Regions from separate parts of the Gossypium hirsutum genome. Here region 2 is linked to region 1. Evidence: chromatin contacts called from public Hi-C data. All regions are on one chromosome and are shown on one strand. The core of a region is the stretch at or near the end of the contact, and the rest is flanking DNA. Distances in the headings are between cores, read along the strand shown. Region 1 has its middle 21 kb from the start of LOC107907641. Region 2 has its middle 38 kb from the start of LOC121215166.

Region 1 (6,255 bases), core at 3,576-6,075:
GACTATAACCCTTTGCAACAAGCCTTGCTTTATATCTGGGTTCTTCAACTCCTGGAGTCCCTTTTTTTTCTTTTTAAACACCCATTTACAACAAGCAACCTTTTAACCTTTAGGAAGTTTCATAAGATCCCATGTTTTATTTTTGTGGAGTGATTTCATCTCCTCTTGTATAGCAAACATCCACTTTTCTGAGTCTTCACAGCCAATCGCATCAGAAAAATCAGATGGCTCTTGGTTTGCATCTATATCTTCAACCACATTTAAAGCATAAGCAACTAGATCAGCCTCGGCATACTTCTTTAGAGGTTTAATTTCTCTTCTAGTTATGTTCTTGGCAATAGAGTATTGTGGTGAAGAAGCAACTCTATTTTGACTTTTTGTATTGGCTTGAAGAGTCAACTCTGTTGTAGATTCTGGATTAATCTGATGCTCCACCTGTTTTTGATTTTCTTTATTGGAAGAGTCTTTAAGAGAAAAGTTAGGTAGCATAGCGGTTTCATCAAAAAAAAAACATCTCTGCTATTTACAACTTTTCTATTTTCAGGACATCATAACTTATACCCTTTTACACTAGCTTTATAACCAAGAAAAACATATTTAATAGATATCGATTCTAATTTTCCATTATCAACATGAGCATACGTAGGACACTGAAAGATCTTTAAATCAGAATAGTTAGTAGGATTACCAGACTATACCTCTTGTGAAGTCTTTTTCTCAATGGCAACGGATGGAGATCGGTTGATCAAAAAACATGCAGTAGAGGCTGATTTGGCCCAAAATGACTTTGGTAAGTTGGCATTTGACAACATACATCGAACCTTCTCCATGATCGTTTTGTTCATTAGTTCTGCAACACCATTTTGTTGTGGAGTATGACGAACTGTCAAGTGTCTCACGATCCCTTCTAACTTGCACAGTTTATTAAACTCATTAGAACAGAACTCTAAGCCATTGTCTGTGCGAAGGTATTTTATTTGTTTTCTTGTCTGTTTTTCAATCATAGTTTTCCAAGACTTAAATGCGGAAAACATATCACTTTTTTGCTTCAGGAAGAATGCCGACACTTTTCTAGAAAAATCATCAATAAAAGTTAGCATATAATTAGCTTCGCCTCTCGAAGGCACTTTGGATGGCCCCTACATATCAGAATGAATATACTCCAATATTTCCTTCGTGTTATGGAGTCCTCTGGTGAATCGAACTCCCTTTTTCTTCCCAAACACGCAGTGCTCATAGAACTACAGTTTACAAATTCCTTGCCCATCAAGAAGCCCTCTTTTGCTCAATTCTGTCATGTCATTCTCACTCATATGCCTTAGGCGCATATGCCAAAGTTTAGTAATATTATCATCTAACAAAGAAAAGGATGCGACAGCTACATCACCAGTAACAATAGAACCCTGCAAAACATATAACTTGGTAGTCTTTCTCTACCCTTTCGTCACAACGAGGGAACCTTTGGAAATATTCAAAACCCCACTTTCAGCTGTGTATTTGTACCCTTTTGAATCAAGAGTACTCAACGAAATTAAATTTCTCTTCAATTCTGGAACATGTCGTATGCCACTAAGTGTTCTAACAACTCCATCAAACATCTTAACTTTAATTGTTCCAACACTTGCAATTCTACATGAAGCATTATTTCCCATCAGAACAACACCTTCAGACACTGTTTTGTAAGTTGTAAACTAATCCTGACTGAGACTCATGTGGAATGTGCAGCCCGAATCAAGGACTCACTCCTCGCTCACTTTAGAATTGTTGACAGAAGCGACTAGAAGTTCACCATCATTGTAGTCTTCTACAACATCAGCTTTACCAGAATTTTCTGGTTGTTTTCCATTTTGATTCGCAGATTCCCTTTTGATCTTGTTCTGTAACTTATAACACTCAGATTAAATGTGTCCTTTCTTCTTGCAGAAGTTACAAGTTTTACCTCTGTTTAAAAACTTCGATCTACCCTTAGATTTACTGCGAGGATTTCGTTCGTGTGTCTTTTCACGATCATCATCAGCATTCCGATCTTGTCTTTCACGAATAATGAGACCCTCTCCCTGAGAGTCGATTTTAACCATAAGATCCTTCATCTTATAATACGAGGTTAAAGAATCATAAACCTCATAAACTGTGAGAGACTCACGGCTATATAAAATTGTATCTCTAAAGGTTGAATAAGACGGTGGCAACGAACAAAGTAAAATCAACCCTAGATCTTCCTTATCATACTGAACCTCCATGGCCTCCAAGTTTCAGAGAATTTCTTTAAACATTGTTAAGTGTTCGTGCACAGATGCACATTCCTCCAAACAATGATCATAAAGACGCTGCTTCATATGCAGCTTGCTAGTTAGAGTTTTCGACATACATATTTGTTCCAACCTCTTCCATAATCCAACGGTGTCTTATCTTTCATCACATCCTGCAAAATTTAGTTAGACAAATGCAGATGTAACTATGTTAACACCTTTCGATCCTTTTGCTTCTTCTCTTCCTCCGTCAATGTTGAAGGCATCTTATCTACCCCTAGCAGTGCTTCTTCTAAGCCCATCTGTGCAAGAACTGTCTGCATCTTTATCTGCCACAACGCGAATTTAGTGTTGTGATCCAACAGCGAAATTTCATACTTCAAAAACGCCATTACTGAGATTGAGATGAACAACCCGAAAGCTCAGATACCAATTTGTAAAAACTAAAATGTCGATAATGATAATATATCACAAAGAAAAGAGAAATAAAATAAAGACCACACAGATTTTTACGTGGAAACCCTTTTGGGAAAAAAAAACCACAGGCAGAGGAGAAGAAAATTCAGTATGTCGAATTCGAATCATTACAAGAGAAGTAGACTATGTCTATTTATAGGCTTGTAAAACGATATTCTAATAGGAGTGTAGTAAGATTGAAACACCTTATTCTAATCAATATCATATAGATAGAGTTTAATAAGGTTTAAAAAACCTTATTCTAAAATAAAATAAAAGAAGTATAGTCCTATAGGGACTTTGCTTTTATTTTATTTTACCACTGTATTTTATTTAAATAAGAATTCGGGTTACTTAATTCTAACAATAGTAAATAAATTTAGATAACTTTGAGAAAATGAGTATAATTTTGTGATTTAAGCAGGTTTTAAAAGAAATGCATTATTTCATATGTTTTAGGATGTATGATAGATGCTAACTATAATTGTATTTAATTGTAAGCTTAAAATTGTAAGAATTTTGAAATTTTAGATTTGAATTTTACTTATTATAATTTATAATGATAGATTATAATCATAGGTATTTAGAAATATATTATTTGCAATTGATCTGTATTTATATTTATAATATAAAGCGGAGACTACGTACAAAAATAATATACTTCATTGGAGAAAAAAAGAACCAAGAATCCGTTTCGGGTATAGTTTCTTCCTATAATTTCAATAGATTGTGTGATCTCAATAAAAATCTGATAAGAATGGCAGATAAAAAGTTGATGGAGACTGATACTTGTTGATAAGGTTTGTAGGACTCCATCATCAAGTGGATAAAAGAACAAATCACGTGTATTCGTTTCTAGGTTGTTTGGATATTATATATGGTTAATTATATGATATATTGTTAGTGGTTTTTTAAGATTTTATTATATTTTACAATATATTTGTTAACTTTTAAACTGTTTTTTGAGTCTAAAAAACTGTATTAAATAATTTTCATATATATAAATATATATTATTTATAAAGCCCTCAAGTATACATTAATATATTAATAATGTTGTTGATTGAGATGGTGTTATAAATTAACTCGACACCAACTTAAGATTGATGACAACACTATGATAAATAATTGTATTCATTTAATAATCTTAAGTTAATATGTATACACGTGTTTAAATTTAGTTTTACTTGCAATTCAATCTAATTTTTTATTTTAATATTGTGTATATTTCATGTGTTACTATTAATTAGTTTCAAATCATACATTTCATTATTTATTGTATTATTTTTAAACACAAATATGTGTTATAAATATGTGATTTTCATACATATGCACGTGATAGAGTTTTGGCATGCTATTCTATATGTCTGTTGACACGAGTGTTAGGGTATACTTTCCTAGGTGTACTGGTCTCAAAGAAACAGAGGAAGAATTAGCCAATTTGAATATCATAGATGAGGAGGAAGTGGCTTTTCGAGAAGAGACACTGGTGGTGGAAGATGATTACAAACTATGTGTGGTGGGACGATGTCTGATTTATAGTGTTGCCTATTTCCCTTCGTTACAGAATACTATGGTTTATTTATGACACCCAATTAGAAGGACATTCATTTCAGATCTTGGTGAGAAAAGTATTTATTCCAATTTTTTTATGAAGTGGGCATGAACAGGGTGTTAAAGGGTACCCCATGGATTTTTAATAATCAGTTACTACTGATGCATAAGATCCAACCAGGGGAGAATCCGATGTTAGTACTACTACTATTGTTGTGTTTTATGTGTGGAAAACTTGGCCGTCAAAAATTGTGTTTGGCTAGGACATCTCATTGAATACGGCGGCGAAGAGGAGAAACGCAGTGGTTAGCCGGTGGCTGCATGAATCTAGTGGATTGATTTGCAAAAATTCGGATATGGAATGTGGGGGAAAATAGACGTAATATTTGAGATGGAGGGGGCCTGCAGAGTCATCGGTGGGATAACATGGACAAAATATATCCTAATCCCAATCTCATTCCATTAGGGCCTAGAATTATGTCGTCAAATAGGATCCAAATAATAAATAGTTTATGGATCATGGGTTGGAAAACAAATGCATGAATGTTGTTGGGCCTATGGACCTGACTATGGACAGGGATGAGGATCCCCTTATGACAATGGAAGGGATGAAAAGGCAACACTTAGTGGGGGAACCGTCTATTATTTTGAATGAAGTAGGAATGGACCATAATGAGAAATCAACTAGCTCTTTCATGCAGAGCAATCGAATTCAATGAAAACCCTAAGTTAAAACGTCTGTGGGTTGGGGAAGCCACGGGCTGTTAATCGTCTCCGGGATAAAACTGAGAGATGTTTCCCCTCGACTTTTGTTTCTCAGAGAAACAAAAATTAGTGCTAAACGAATGGAAAGTGTTCGAAGGAAGTGTGGTTTTGGCAATGGCATCGATGTGGGGGCTATAGGGTCCAAGGGAGGTCTATTATTAGGATGGAAAGACAACTATTTAGTTACTTTAAAGAGTTTCTCACAACACCATATTGATGTCACTATTCAAGATGATGATGAGGGATCTTTGTGGAGGTTCATGAGCTTTTATGGGAATCCAGAAGAAAGATATAGGAGCTTGTCATGGGACTTACTCAGACAATTCAGTCACGATCAGACGATTCATTGGTTGGTTGTAAGGGATTTCAATGAGATAACTTTTTCATTTAAGATGAGAGGTGGATGTTTCCTATCAAAAAGGCAGATGCATGATTTTCGTTCGGTGTTGGAAGATTGCAATTTAAGTGACTTGGGATTTATTGGTAGATGGTTCACATGGGAAAGAGGTAGGTTTGCATCTAATAATATCATGGAGAGACTTGATAGGGGTGTCGCAAATTCAGCATAGTGGAATCTATTTCTCGATTATACAGTTGCGTATTTGTATCACTCCAAATCTGATCATTGTCCTATTTTATTTGACACGAGGGGAGGTGCTCGGCGAAGGTTAAGGATGGGTAGTTATAAGTTTCGTTTTGACACTAACTGGTGTTTAGAGGAATCTTGTAAAGATGAAATCCGGTGAGGGTGGGCACTTTCATCAGAACAGGTGCTTATTAAGTTAGAAAAAACTAGGAGGACATTTACAGAGGTGGAGCCATCACGTTAACATGGATAGAGTGGTGGGATAAGGAATTTGGAATAATGACTATTGGAACTTTATGATCAGGACCCAGGGGATGATGTTTTAGCAAAAATTGCTGAGATCCAATTAGGTGTCAGTTTGGAAGCAAACAAGGAGGAATTGTTTTGGGAACAAAGGGCCCATGTCAACTGGTTAAAAAATGGTGATCGCAATATTAGTTTTTTCCATAAGGCTGTAGTAAGTCGAAAGCAGAGGAATAAAATTAGGGGTTTGGAGAATGGTGAAGGCAGTTAGGTTACTAAGAAAGCAGAGATGTTGCGTATTGCATTAGATTATTTTATGGACATGTTCACTGCATCGGATGCGGGGGATGACATGAGAATTTTGGGCCTAGTACAACGAAAGATTACGAATAGCATGAATGATG
Region 2 (6,046 bases), core at 1,460-3,959, 180 kb before region 1:
AAAAATTCTTAAATAATATTTAAAAATTATATTTAACGCTTACCATTTTCATTTGTTCCACCGATAAGTGATGATTATCAAGACGAGTCAATTCTCCGGTCATTGCTGAAATCGTACAAAATTTTACGGTATAAAAAAATTTAAAAAATAATTTTTTTAAAAATTATTTAAAAATAGATATTTAAGAGAAATTTAAGAAGAACTTGAGAGCAAATTGAAATTAAATTGAGAGAAATTTTGAAGGAAATTGAGAGGAAATTGAAAGGAAATTTGAGAGAGGATTAGTTTGTGAAAAAAAAAGGGTGGGGGTATTTATAGTTTTTTTTGACCGTTGGGGGGGCTTTGACCGTTGCAGCACTGTTCATGCGTGGGACAAATCGTGGCCACGTCAGCGCGCTTTGCTGACGTGGACGTTATTTGCTGGCGCGTCCCCTGACATCGCGCTGACGTGGACGCGATTTGCCAAAAAATGGACCAGTCCGATAAATAATTAAATAATGGGCCCATTTCGATAATTTTTCAAAAAAATGGCTTATATTGGTAAATTGCCCATGACTACTATACATTTGTGTTTTGTTTAACTTATTTCATAACATAATAATAACAATTAATATAATTATTAATGAAATTTTAATAAAAATATCACATAAAAATCTTAAATTTTACCCAATTTATGCCGCCTCATACTTGTGAATTGGCTTAATTTCCATTTTGGTTCTTTATACTTTATTTTAATCTATAATTAAACTTTTACCCTTTACTCAACTTAGTCCTTTTTGTTAATTACTTTAAATTAAGCTAACTTCACCTAATTAAAACCTAATTAAACACACTACTAAACTCATAGGTATTTTTAATTATTATCTACAAGTTCAATTTTCTAAGAACTTTTCCGATGCCTATGAATTTTGGGTCATTACATAACTTGTAACACCAACTCAATTTGGGGTTTTATTAATCATATAAATGTAAATATGAAACTAGTGGAGATAGTAAATTGTGCATATCAAGAAAAATGTATAAAATACATCAAAATAAAGCTTTAGTTGAGTGATAAATTTAAGGCTTTACTAATCTAATTGACATGTGGGTTCAAATCCCACCGTATTTTTATTTAAATGAAAAGATTAACATACTCTCGAATAATATGACTGACAGAAAACTATTTTTGTAATTTTCTAACCGAGTTGGCACCCGGTTAACCCGTGACACCAATTCAATCATGGGTTTTATTAATAGTATATATATACAAATGATGAAAGTAATAAAGTGTGAATAATAAAATTAAATTGTATAAGAATAACAAAATAATTCTTCAGCAAAGTGATAAATTAAAGGTTTTACTAATGCAATTGATTTAAGTTTAAATCCTACTTTATGCATATTTTTATTGACTTTTTAAAATAAAAAGATTAAAATACCCTTAAATAATATAATTTATTTTACTTACGAAGGAGCGTGTCTATAATTTTTCTAACCAAGTTAATGACCCGGTTGAGGGTGACACCAACTCGATCAAAAACTTATAATAATTTATTGACTTTATCCAATTTAATAAATTATTATAGGTAGAATAATTATTTACTATCTTAAATTTAAAATATACAAACTAAATTTTAAAGCTCTTTAAAATAGTTTGTAATGCTCATTGTCTTTTTCCCTTTTTCAAAGTCATTTTTATTAGAGGCTTAAAGATTCCGTAGAATTATTCAACAGTTGGGCATAAAACAAGATTTTTATAAATTTGGAATGATTGAAGTTATTATTTAAGAATATCTAAAATTTGAATTTAATTTTTAGATATATATATATTTATATAAATTCAATATGTTATACAGTTTAAGTATAATTCTATTCGGATTAAGATCATATTTAGATAAAATCTAACTATATTGATTCTAAAATTTGAATTTATTTTAAATATTGAGAAAAAATATTTACTTCCACCTTTTTAAAATACTTATTAATTTAATTACTGAATGTATAATTATTAACATAAAATTTTCAGTATATTATTTTGTGAAAAGTGAATTGAGCCCATGAGATAACTCAAATTTAATTATAATTTCGATAAAAGACAAAAAAAAAAGGAAAAAAGAAAATTGGCAACCCAACCTAACCCCATGATTTTCCTTTCGTTAATTTCTTTCTAAATTTTCATTATTTTCTTATTCTTAAATACTCATTGAACTATCTTATTACTCTTGGCAAGTCCTGTACCTCTAATGTTGCTTTCAAGTTTCTTCCCATCCTTCCTACAAAAATATAAACATAATGGTTATACAACAAAGTTAGGAATTAGAGAGATGAAATTATATTAATAGAAATTGAATTTTAATCATTAAAACGTCAACAAAAAGTCTTAATTACTGTTGACATATACAAAAATGAATTACCAGACTAGAGGAAAAAGATATTATAGGAATAACACTTGTTTTGTTCATCATCATACAGAGATTAATGAAAGCCGGTGGGCGATTCACATCATCATCGAACACCACACATGTCCCCATCTTTTATCAACTATGATGATCCAAAGGTTGATGTGTCTCCACATTTTCATTCCTTCAAATGCCATCTGTCATCATCATTATCTGATATGATTTGAAATGGGAAAGACATGACAATCACAATAATGCATGTCCCATATGATCTCACATCAGAGGTGGGTCCCTATCTTCTGCAAATGGTCCCTTTTCACAGTCCAAACAGCAACAGCCAGGGTATTTTCTATGTCCAGAGTCCAGACCTGGTCCCATCTTGCTCATAAAGTTGCCTAGTTGCACACTATTTATTTTCAAATCTTGATGAATAAGCCCCGCCATTTCTTATCATCATCCACCAACTTGAGTTTTTTAGAGGTCGACTGCAGTAGATTTAGGGTGGGTGCGAGGGGTATTTTTAATTTATTTTTTTATCTACTGTTATAATATTTAATTTTATTATTATTTATATTTATTATAAATAAATGTATCGCTCATCTAAATTCACTTTTAAAATATTGAAAATATTTATTCTTTTTCCAAATGCATCAACTTCCACTTTCATAGGTTATTTTCAAATTTTGTTAGTATGTATTTATATTTATACTAATACTTGAAAAAATATTTATATTATTACAATGCTTCTTATTAGTGACATTAATGATTAGGAAATATTAAATTTTTTTAAAAAAATATAATAATTATTTTTATATTTTTATATTATTACATAAAATCTTTAACTAAAACAATTTAAAACAATACTTAAAATAATCAAAAGTCTGAATATTGACTATGAGAACGATGAAAATTTATACATAAAACATTTATCGTTCAACCGTTAATTTGTCTGATGAATATTTTTCTTATAAATATATTTGTCTTACATAGTAAGTGAAACATGATTTAATTTATATAAATTTATAATATAGTTTGATGTCATAAATTAATCAAACAATAATTATGTAAGAAAAAAATTTAAAATACTTTTCAATTTATCCTTGAATTTTACTGTTCCATAAAAAATAAGTTTTATTATAAAAATATAATTATTTCAAAATGGGATGAATTTTTTATTATTTAAAAAATTATGATTATTTTTCTCTCACTAAAAGTGGTCTCACCATGTTAAGCCATAATTTTACATCTATCACATAATTTATTAAAGAGAGATGGGTGACATGTAGAAGTATCCGATAAAACCACTTTGTCAAGTGATGATTTGCACGAGATACTGCCATGGAACATCAAGAAAAATAAAAATTATATATATTTGAGAGTAAAAAGTATTTCATGTCCAACTCAAAAATATTTCAACAAAATAACTTTTCATGTTTTCTAAGTCATTTATATATAATTAAAAAAAAAACAAAGCTCCCATTTTTTGAATTTGGAGCATGTTAGAAAATTTTTAACTTGATTTTGTTTTTGCTTAATGGCATTTGGTGAAAACATGTAAGATACTAGTTTCACTACATGTGGTCACGTGGTATTTAAAATTAATTTTTTATATAAATAGTGTTCGCATTTGTCATATGTATATTATTTGACTTAACTGTATACTATTAGATAGATAAGCTATCCTAATTTTCTATATAAATTTATCCTAATTTTTTAAAATAAATTTTTAATTTACCATATTTTTATTAAAAACCCAAAAAAATTCTGAAAATAATAGAATAATATTTGATATACTATTAATAGATTTTTTAGACTATTTAATAACATTAGAGGATTAACAACTGTCCTATTAAACTATTTGTGAAATAAAATATATATTATTTGTGTACCAAATACTAATTATTTATAAATATACCAAATACTAATTATTTATAAACATTATATATATATGTATATATTTCGTTCACTCACATTATTCGTGTGATATAGGGTTCATTTGGTAAGCAGTGATAGTGGCTTTGAGAAAATTAAAAGTAGTCATTGTAATGAAATTAGCTATTATAATGTCTAAATTAAAATTAATAATAAGATATATGTTTGAACCCAAAAGCATTAGTGGCAATGTGGCGAATTTTAGTGAGAAAGGAAAATGCTCATTAAAGGAATTTAGATAATATATAAATATATAGTTATTTTTTTATTTTAGATTATAAGTTATTAAAATAAAAATCTATAGTTATTTTGTATTTTTAGTATTTATGTGATTGTTAGTTTTAAATTTATTCTTCGATGTGCTAATTATGATTTATTTTATCAATCACTTTATCCCAAGCAATTATGAAAGTGACGTGGCAATAATATATTAATAAGTAGCTGACACGCGGTATAATATTTGTTAAAAATTATATTTTTTCAATTTTCCTTTATTTACTTTTTATTTCTTTCCTTCTAACTTTTTAAAAAAACATTTGACTTTTTCCCATGTTATTTTATTTCTTCTCTTTGTTCTTCAAAACATGAATTCTGGTGACGGGAAAACCCATGTTTCACCAGAAAAATAATAATTTTTCAGATTCCAGTGATAAATCTCAAATTCCGACGACTTTTTTTTTTAAAACCTTAAATTTGGTTTCTTTTACCTTCCGAATCAAAACAAACCAAATAATATATTTTTTTTAAAATTCTAGATCAAACTTTTTTTTAAGAAAACAATTTTAAAAAACTTTAAGTCTTGAAGAAAATCCATGTCAAAACTTGCTTTTTAAAATTCCTTTTATCCAAGAAGTTACTGAGAAAAGAGACAAAAATACAGTGGAGTATTGATGGTGATGGTAATAAGGGAAAAGGTCACCATGGTGAGATTTCTTTTATTTGTGATGGTAATTTTTTTAAGGTAAAATAGATTAATAGTCACTCAATTTTAGTTCTAATAATAAAATAGTTCTTTAACTTTTAATTCAGTCACAGAATTTTAGAAAAATGACAAATCGGTAACTAACGTTCATTTTTCGTTATAGACAAAACAGAAAGTTAAAATGACCCATAACTTGCCACATTGGCCTCCCACGGTGGAAACTATCCCAATTTAAAAACCCTAGCTGGGCTGGGCAGAAGAAGAAAAAGAAAGAATGAAAGAAAGAAAAATTCCCTACTCAGGTCACATTTGATTCATCAATGGCGATCTCTACACCATCCCCGGTCTCTTACCTTACAAGAATCCGACCCTCTCTATCTCCCCCTTGTCCCTTTTCCTTTGCTAATCATTTTGTGTTTCTAGATCATTGAAAAACGCAAACCATAAGAAAGCCATTTTTTGTAATTTTTTTGGGGAAAATTTAAAATACGAAATAAAAAATCAAAGCAATCAAACGAAGAAGAAAGAGATATGTTATTAGGGTTTTTTTTTCAATTTTTTAAACCAAATACTCCTTAAAAAAGAGCACAGATCTATGTGAACAAATTCGGTCCCAAAAAGCAAAGAGAAACCCTAAATTTCTCCTTCGATCCTTCAATTGAACTTGCAATCGGTAAAAAAATTATGGTCAAATCTAAAGAGAACCGAATAGATCGAAAAATAATTTTATAAAAATTTGTTGTTGGTAAATTTGATGAGAAATTTTGAGAGGATCTGAATCTAGTGATGAGTATGTACAAATTGGTTGTAT

What was found. Hi-C and Micro-C count contacts between places; a contact is called where the count stands out from the background.
Region 2: a contact with region 1 is called in a Hi-C map of hypocotyl, with 4 times the contacts expected there. The contact joins two enhancer-like sites. A contact is called at or near these places in 5 of 34 Hi-C or Micro-C datasets (callus, hypocotyl and leaf).

The regions. Positions count from the first base shown.
Region 1 is chrD02:43,884,926-43,891,180 of Gossypium_hirsutum_v2.1, reverse strand. No RefSeq gene overlaps it. Among protein-coding and RNA genes, the nearest start is that of LOC107907641, 21 kb to the right of the region's middle. Within about 2 kb of position 4,825, at least 9 of the 9 cell types and tissues checked have an H3K27ac peak or open chromatin away from gene starts, as enhancers often do. A contact at or near this core is called in hypocotyl and leaf, where this site is marked.
Region 2 is chrD02:44,067,129-44,073,174 of Gossypium_hirsutum_v2.1, reverse strand. No RefSeq gene overlaps it. Among protein-coding and RNA genes, the nearest start is that of LOC121215166, 38 kb to the right of the region's middle. Within about 2 kb of position 2,709, at least 5 of the 9 cell types and tissues checked have an H3K27ac peak or open chromatin away from gene starts, as enhancers often do. A contact at or near this core is called in hypocotyl and leaf, where this site is marked.